Regions from separate parts of the Mus musculus genome. Here regions 1 and 3 are each linked to region 2. Evidence: chromatin contacts called from public ChIA-PET and Micro-C data. All regions are on one chromosome and are shown on one strand. Each heading gives the region's core, a stretch centred on a gene start, on an enhancer-like site or on the middle of the called end of the contact. The rest is flanking DNA. Distances are from core to core; before and after follow the strand shown.

Region 1 (2,700 bases), core at 14-2,513, 280 kb before region 2:
AGGCAGCCGCGGCCGCCGCCGAGCCGAGCCGGAGCCCGAGGTGGAGGCGGAGGCGCCGCCGATCGCCCGGGCCGCGCCGTCCCTGCGCCCCGCAGAGCGCCCCGCCCGCGCCCCGCAGCCCCGGCGCCGCCCTCCCGCCCGCCCGGCCGGCCCGGGTAGGCCTAGCCCGGCCCCGGGACCGCCGCTGCCGCGGGCGGGGGCGCGGGCGGGCGGCCGGCGAGATGCGCGCGGCGCGGCCCCGGGAGGCGGCCACCCTGGGGGTGAGTGTGGCGGGGTAGGGGGGTGGCGCGGGCCCACCCCGGGGCTGGGGGCGGGGCGTGTGCCCCGCGGGCTGTAGGGCCCGGGAACCCCCCGAAATCACCGGTGCGTGGCGGGAGGAGGGCACGCTCCGAAAGGCCAGAAGATTCCGCTGGTTTCCCCGCCTCCCACCTCCCCCACCCCTTCTCTTCCGAGCCCGGGCAAAGGCGCAGAACCCGGAGTTATAAAAAGCCATCGCCGGGAGGAGCGAGGAGGAGGAGCGGGAGGAGGGGGAGGAGGAGAAAGAGAGGAGGAGGGGCAGGAGGGGAGCACCGAGCAGGCGGATCCCGAGGACTCCGCGCCCCTCCTGCGCTAGAGTGGGGAGGGGGCGCACAAGGAGGTGCAGACCCCGCTGGCTTGGCTCCTTCGACCCTCACCTGGTCTCCGGAGCGGTCTCGGGTCCTGGTGTTGTGAGGAGTGGGGTCGCCCCAGGACAGGGCAGCCTGGTGGCCTCCGACAGGTGGGCATCTGGTAGCCTCCACAGTCCTCACTCGGCCCAAAATCTTCTAAGATTTAGAAAAAGCAAGCCCAATGCCATCGTTATGCTCCCACCCAAAATCTTGACTATCTTGGGGTGGGAGGAGATGAGAACTCACTAAAGAGAGAAAGAAAGTTCTCCCTGCCTCTCCCTTGCCTCCCAATTGCGGGGGCCAGGTTGGGCTCTCCAGCCCGAGAGCAGGGAGTTTCAGCACTCGACGGGACGGACAGCGCCCCGGGCGGCCGGATTGCGCCAGGGCGGGGGTGGGGCTTCCTGGGAGCCTCCTGGGGGCCTCTCCCGCCTGGAGGGCCACCCCTCCCTTCGTCCTGGGGTGGGGCTGACTTCAGCACCGGCGGGAGGAACAGCAGCCATCCGTCCTCCCTTCCCCCCCCCCCGCCCCCCAACTCCCCTGAGCCGCTTAAGCCTTGGGAAGGTCAAGGCCGGTAGGGGACCCTGGGGGAGGGGCCTCACAGTACGGTTCGCTGACCCGTGTCCGCTTTCGCTTTCTGCCTCGCAGCCGTCGGGATGGAGGTGAGACGGTAGCCGCGACGCCCGCCCTCGCGCACCCCTGCACCACAGCGGCCTGCAGAGCTCCCCGCCCCCCGCCCCCGCGGCAGCGGGCCTTGCCGTCGAGTGACAGCGGCCTGGGGGGGCAGGGGGGGCGGGGGCGGCCAGACCAGCGATGCCGGCGGGCATGACGAAGCATGGCTCGCGCTCCACCAGCTCGCTGCCGCCCGAGCCCATGGAGATCGTGCGCAGCAAGGCGTGCTCGCGCCGGGTGCGCCTCAACGTCGGGGGCCTGGCGCACGAGGTGCTGTGGCGCACTCTGGACCGCCTGCCTCGCACGCGGCTGGGCAAGCTCCGGGACTGCAACACGCACGACTCTCTGCTCCAGGTGTGCGACGACTACAGCCTCGAGGACAACGAGTACTTCTTCGACCGCCACCCTGGCGCCTTCACCTCTATTCTCAATTTCTACCGCACCGGCCGGCTGCACATGATGGAGGAGATGTGCGCGCTGAGCTTCAGCCAGGAGCTGGACTACTGGGGCATCGATGAGATCTACCTGGAGTCCTGCTGCCAGGCCCGCTACCACCAAAAGAAGGAGCAGATGAACGAGGAGCTGAAGCGGGAGGCTGAGACGCTGCGGGAGCGGGAGGGCGAGGAGTTCGACAACACGTGCTGTGCTGAGAAGAGGAAGAAACTTTGGGACCTGCTGGAGAAGCCCAACTCATCGGTGGCCGCCAAGGTGAGTCTGGAGTCTGTTTCCCCCCATGGAGGCCTACACAGAGGCTCCTGGCTCCTCACGATGAGTATACCGGTTAAAAGGCAGGGGCTCCAAGCGAGTTCTCCAAGGACTACTACTCTTAAGAGGCACCCTTCCCATGTGATTCAGTACGGTGTACCCCTACTTTGTTGGGGGGAAATGGTTTATAAAACTCTAAAATGCTACGGCCTTGGTGAGAACAGAGTCGAGCTTTGCTGGATAGTCTTGGTGCCTCCAGGCCTGGATACATACTAGAATAGCCTGCCCTGCAGATGTAACATCTAGCCCTGAATTATAACCCCACTCTGCTCATAAGGAAGGGTATAAACACAGCCTACCGACACGCCTGGCAGAGGCTGAGGCACCCACAGGTATTTTAAGAGATGACAAAAGACAGGGAAGGCTAGTGGTAAGGACAGGTCTGCCCCAAGGCTCGGGACAGCGGGTGAGAGGACCAGGCTGGCTCCTTGTTTATGTACTTGCTGTGTGGTGCAGTTTGCACTTGGCTGTTGGAGGAAGATGTAAATTTCCAAATCAGAGCAGAAAATAGGCCTGGGGAAAGAGGCAGGGTGAACTTGTTCACACAGGGTGGGCTGCTGGGCACAGGAGGCAGCCAGCCTTGGGGACCAGCAGAGGCTTGGGGTGAGGACCGGGACAG
Region 2 (2,806 bases), core at 264-2,763:
TATTAAACAAATAAGGCAATAAATCAATTCCACAGTTAAAAGCACTGCTCTCTCAACCAATTCCTGTCTAGAGACTGGCTTCCCAAAGCCCAACTAGAACACCAAACAGCCAGAGGGGAGAAAATTCCTTTGCACAAATGGAAAAGTGAAGAAGAGTTGAGTGTGGTAGCCTACACTTGTAGAAAGATAACGCTCTAAGTCTAGCCTGGGCTATGAAAGACCCTTTATCCAAAATAAATAGATAGACAGACAGACAGATACCTTCCATGTCTTCATAAAATAACAGAGCATTCACCATGTGGCTCTCATACATGGGACCCAGCAATAAAAAGTTATCCTTAAAGATAACTCAGAGCAGATGAGAACCGTGAGAAACAAGCAGTAGTTACTACATATAAGGTCAATGCTACAGGACACATAAACGTGGGTGATGTGGCCATCGCAGTGAGAACTGAGAACTCCTCCCTAAGAAGGGAACTTGAAAGGCAGGGAGGGAGGCAGCCCCGCCAAGATCTGAGGTCAGCTGCTTCTAACATCACGAAAGCTGGGGACTTAGCATACAGGACGGGACTATGAATACTTAAAAGAGCCGGTCATGGAGGCGACAGTGCTTATGGAGAGACGAATGGCCATGGTCAGCAGTTCAGGCGAGCCCTCTGGGAAACACAGCCTGCAGTCAGCGGAACCTTCAAGCCACTTAACCGAATATGCAAGTGAAGAATCGTAAGTTTGAGGAGAGGGTAAAAATGCCATTTCAGTGGAAGAGATTGTTCAACACGTGAGGGAGCACGGTTTCCACGCCCAGCATCACCTAATTATTTAAAAACTAGGAAATTCGTAGAGAGGCAAGGACTAGCTCTGAATTACACTCCTAGGGAAAGACGGAGTGTGCGTGGGGACAGATTATCTAACTGGAAAGCCGGCGAGCCCCAGGCAGGGGAACACCATTCGCCTGTAGGTTCCTTAGGTCCTAGGGACACGAACGTCACAGCCAGCTGAAACCCGAGGGCCAAGTCCACTCTGGCGGAGGCCAAAGCCCCGCGAAGTCAGAGTGGGCGATCTCCGGCCTCTTTTAGAACCAGGGACCCAGACCGGCTCGGCCAGGTCAGGCCTCGGCGCGGAACAGCGCTCACGCTGCGGGCCCCGGCGCGCCGAGAACGGACGCGCGGGCTTGACCAATCCGCGGACGCCTACGCGGCGGCGCGACCAATCCCAGCAACGCTGGAAGGGAAGGGGCGGGAGCTCGAGAAGCTCGCGTGAGGCCGAGCCCCAAGCTGCCCCAGCTTCCCGGAGCGGTCAGGCCCGACCCAGAGGCGGCGTGCGGGGAAGACCAGGCGCGCGTCCTCGGGCTGAGGCCCAGATCCACCTCCCAGCGATCGGCCCCTCCCTCAGCCGCGTCCCCGCGGCCACCCTGCTCGCTCCATGCCTCACCTCGTGGGGACGCCGAGACCGAGGAGGGAATCCCAAGCGAGAGCTGCAGCCGACACTACCCCACTCCAGCCGCTGCTCCGCCTCACATTCAAACCCTGGCAAAATGGCGCGGCGGCTAAGGTGGCGGCCACTGCGCATGTGCGAGTGAGACCGGGACGCGGGGTGGAGCCAGGAATGCTTTGGCCCCACCCCGGCTGCGAGGGCCAATCGGAACCATTGCTCGGGTCTGCGGTGACGTCACAAGAGACCGTGCCTTTTGACGCAGGCTTCTGTTTTGGGTTTCTTTCCTCAGACCCTAGCAGGTTCTGCGAGTGGCTCCTAGTGGCTTCTAACTGTTGGATGGAACGTGCTCGTTCACGCCTGAGCGAAGGGACAGAGCAGAGCGTCTGTTCTAGGACAAATAGAATAAACGAATGAGTAAGAATTTCAAGCTAGGGGATAGCACGCTTGGTTAAGCAAGTGATAGCTGCGCAAGGAAGAAGACGGGAGTTCGAATCCCCAGCACCCACATAAAAGCCAGCCTGACTACAATTCCGTACCTGGGGAGGCAGACACAGGAAGATCGCTGGGGCTTACTGGCCGGCCTGTCTAGCTAATTGGTGAGCTTCTGTTTCCATAAGAGATCCAGCCTTGAAAACTAAGAGAGCAATGGATGAAGACACCCACATTCATTCACTCACACACACATGATTTCAGAAGCTGAAGGCGATGGCTCATGCTTGTTACCACTTGGCACTTGGGAGGCAGAAGCAAGACAATCGCCATTTATTTAAGCCCAGCATGGTCTACACAGAGGCCAGGCATAGCTACACAGTGAGATCCTTTCTCAAAAAAAAATTTTTTTTTTCAGACGACGATGTAGTTGGTGGCAACTTAAAGGTAACTGGGATGTTCATTTGACCCTTGAACAAGAGAAATCTTATCTTTTCAAAAGCCAGGAGACAGTTGTGTGACTGTACGCCTCGCAAGCAAAGAAAGGTGAAGGTCTAGAAGCAGGTTTTTGATCAAGACTGAAGCCTAGTGTTCTGTAGTAAGACCGGGCTGAAGAAGCCAGCTTAGCTTGCCTTCTCTGTTCCTCTCTGCTACAAGCTTACCCCACTTTACTGCACTGATATGTGTTCCTTCCTGTCTCTGGGTCCAGGAGTAGCTGGCTCACTTTGCGTTTTAGCCAGTAAAGGACAGGCTGCCTAGCTTGCCATGAATTCCAGGTCACAAACACTCATTTTCATAATCGATACTTCATGGGAACGCTTACCCTCAAAAGCATGCATTGTTTATGTAAGGTTCTCATTAAACTGTTTTTTTTTTTAAGATTTATTTATTTGTTATATGTAAGTACACTGTAGCTGTCTTCAGACACTCCAGAAGAGGGCAT
Region 3 (2,700 bases), core at 172-2,671, 460 kb before region 2:
CAACCGTGGGCTGCCACACATGATCGAGCAAGCCAACTATATCTTGACCCTTAAACTTTATTTTATTTTTTTAATTTTCAGAAGCTAAGTTCTCCAGGTAGCCCTTGATTTATGATCCTCCTGCCTAACACTTCCTGGGTGCTGGGATCACAGACATGCACCACCAAGCGCATTATGGGGTGCTAGGACCAAGTCCGGAACTTTCTACAGGCTAGGCAAGCAAGCCGCTAATTTCTTGATAAAGGGAAGTCAAACACACACACACACACACACACACACACACACACACACACACACACACACACACACGCCGGCCAGAGAGAGGAAGTCCCAGTTCCTGCCCGCATCTCACGCTGACTTGCTGTGCCCAGGAGTAGCATCACCTTGGGGCCTCCCCACTTCTCTACCTCTCATTGGCTCAGAGACTCAACGGCCCTCCCCTCCCCGGGGCTTGAATGTTCCTGTGAATCTCTTCATGTGCCCCGGAAACCCACAGAGCTTCTTCCAATCTGTTAAAGGAAGGATTCTGCAAGGACTAGGATCGAGGCACTTCTATGACCAGCCAGCAGAGATTCCATGCTCAGTATGTGGCCTAGGCTAAAGCACACCAAGTTACACTCAGACATTTTGGGCTAACCTCTGGTGTTTAGTGAGCACTCACTATAGCCTGGAGCCCCTTTGCTCAGATGTCCGCTTTGTAGTCCTCATCAGAGGTCAGAACAGTTAGAACCTCTCCAGGTGAAATCTCGAAGTTGCCAACAGGGTCCAGGAAACCCTGGGTCTTAACTGCTGTGTCTGAGCATCTGCTGTAAAAGTAAAGATGGCGCGTGGAGCAGAAGAAATCAAGGCTCTGCCGATCGCGAGGGGGGTTGACAGAGGCTGTGTGGGCCTCTTCTGCCTCTACCGGCCTCCCAGGAAATGGGAGAGGATTTCAATCAGACAGCGGACGGGCTGGTCCACGTGCGTCCCCCACCCCACCCCCGCTACCCCCACCACGTGGAGAAGTTCAAGTGGTCGGACCTGGTTCTTCCCTCTGCCTTCACACTGCTGTCTTCTTTGGAGTCCTGTGTCGTCAGTCCACCATATCCCTCGGCCCCACCCCCTCTTGGAGAGAAACTTCTGCCAGGGCGCACCTGTAGGGTGAGTGCGTGGGTGTGAGAGGTGGACGAGGAAGGGAGGTTTCTAGAGGAAATATTTCACAGAGAGAGAGAGAGAGAGAGAGAGAGAGAGAGAGAGAGAGAGAGAGAGAGAGAGAGAGAGAGAATGTGCGTGTGTGTGTGTGTGTGTGTGTGTGTGTGTGTGTGTGTGTGTGTGTGTGTGTGTAAGCACTACTCCTTTAGTGACCTAAAGGAAACCAGCGTGTGGTTATGCTGATAATGCCCAGCAGCGAAACCTCAGAGGATTGAATGGCAAGCCCTGGTTGGTTCCTGCAGACCCAGGCAGGATGCCTGAGTTCTCTCTTGAGGGCAATGGGGCACTATGGGAGAGTTTGGAGGGAAACGTGCGAATGCAATTTCCTGACATCCGATTTTGCTGTAATAAACACCGGCTTGATTGCCATGGCCTGTCCAGCCTGCTTTCTTCTATTTGTCTTTCTCTCTCTCTTACTTTCTTTCAGTTTTATTTCTTTTCTTTTCTTTCTTTCTTTCTTTCTTTCTTTCTTTTTTTTTTTTTTTTTTTTTGAGCCAGGGACACACTAGGCAAGTACCCCACCAGCTGAGCCACACCCCCAAGCCCAGGATTTGGATTTTATTCTGAATAAAGCTGAAGAGGAGTCACGGGGGTGAGGGGGTGGGGATGGGGGTGGGAGTGGGGGGGGGGGCCAGCACACTGAAGTCTTAGCAATCAGGGTAGGAGGCTGAGGCCCAGGGACTGTCTTCCCAGACAAGCAACGGCCATCTTAGACATCTTAGACAGCCCAGCTGTGCCTGCTTGCAAAGGATGTCCCATCTGGGCTGGTTGGCAGTTTGTGTCCTCTCATGGAAGTTTAGGAAGGGTCATGACAGCCACACTTAAAGTTCCCAGCCACTCCCTGCTACCTGCTGACAGCTCTGGACTAATTGCACATGGCCTCTCTGAAGGGCTGGAGTATATAGCCACAGAAGATGAAAGCTTAGGCCCACTGGGTTTAGGTGTGGCCTATTGTGTTTTTTTTTTTTCTTTTAAGGATTTATTTATTTTACTTATATGAATACACTGTAGCTGTCTTCAGACACACCGGAAGAGGGCTTCAGATCCCATTACAGATGGTTATGAGCCACCATGTGATTGCTAGGAATTGAACTCAGGACCTCTGGAAGAGCAGTCAGTGCTCTCAACAACTGAGCCATCTCTCTAGCCCTCACTTAAGCTCTTTAAGGAACCCCAATAATCACATTGGTCCCAGGGTGAACTTGGTGGCATTGTGCCTCGCTTTGCTGCTAGGACCTTAGGAGAAGAAGCCAGTGTTGACTCTCCCCCCCTGGGAAGGGATTTAAACAAGCCTGACGGAACTAATTACACCCCCTGATTCTAGCGCTGCAGAGGCACAGAGAGGACGATCCTTGGGGCTCACCAGCCTAATCAGGGAGCCTCAAATCCCAGTGAGACCAGAGAGAGAGACCCTGCCTCAAAATCAATAAATTAATTAAAAAAGCACATCTGCATTAAACCCTCCTCACAGAAATGTGTTGTGCACATGACTGCAAGGGTCACTGAGTA

What was found. A called contact is a pair of places that touch in the nucleus more often than the background predicts. ChIA-PET counts read pairs in DNA pulled down with a chosen protein or histone mark.
Region 1: a Micro-C map of embryonic stem cells shows a contact between it and region 2, with 4 times the contacts expected there. The contact joins the promoter of Kcnb1 here to the promoter of Cse1l in region 2. A contact is called at or near these places in 1 of 39 promoter capture datasets (liver), 1 of 484 Hi-C or Micro-C datasets (embryonic stem cells) and 1 of 9 other capture datasets (pancreatic islet).
Region 3: a contact with region 2 is called in an RNA polymerase II ChIA-PET map of memory CD8 T cells, with 32 read pairs. The contact joins the enhancer-like site here to the promoter of Cse1l in region 2. A contact is called at or near these places in 2 of 39 promoter capture datasets (liver and stem cell-derived epiblast-like cells), 1 of 484 Hi-C or Micro-C datasets (CD4 T cells) and 2 of 115 datasets of contacts at active chromatin or transcription factors (memory CD8 T cells and microglia).

The regions. Positions count from the first base shown.
Region 1 is chr2:167,187,381-167,190,080 of GRCm38.p6, reverse strand. Kcnb1 (potassium voltage gated channel, Shab-related subfamily, member 1) reads left to right here and starts at 1,263. Exons shown (of 2, transcript NM_008420.4): 1 at 1,263-2,024. The coding sequence starts at 1,458. It also overlaps a transcript of 1110018N20Rik not described here.
Region 2 is chr2:166,904,803-166,907,608 of GRCm38.p6, reverse strand. It overlaps Cse1l (chromosome segregation 1-like (S. cerevisiae)), which reads right to left and starts at 1,513. Exons shown (of 25, transcript NM_023565.3): 1 at 1,432-1,513. Gm31204 (a long non-coding RNA gene) reads left to right here and starts at 315. Exons shown (of 3, transcript XR_866966.3): 1 at 315-2,030.
Region 3 is chr2:167,366,247-167,368,946 of GRCm38.p6, reverse strand. No RefSeq gene overlaps it. Among named protein-coding and RNA genes, the nearest start is that of B4galt5, 18 kb to the right of the region's middle. Within about 2 kb of position 1,421, at least 123 of the 459 cell types and tissues checked have an H3K27ac peak or open chromatin away from gene starts, as enhancers often do. A contact at or near this core is called in memory CD8 T cells and microglia, where this site is marked.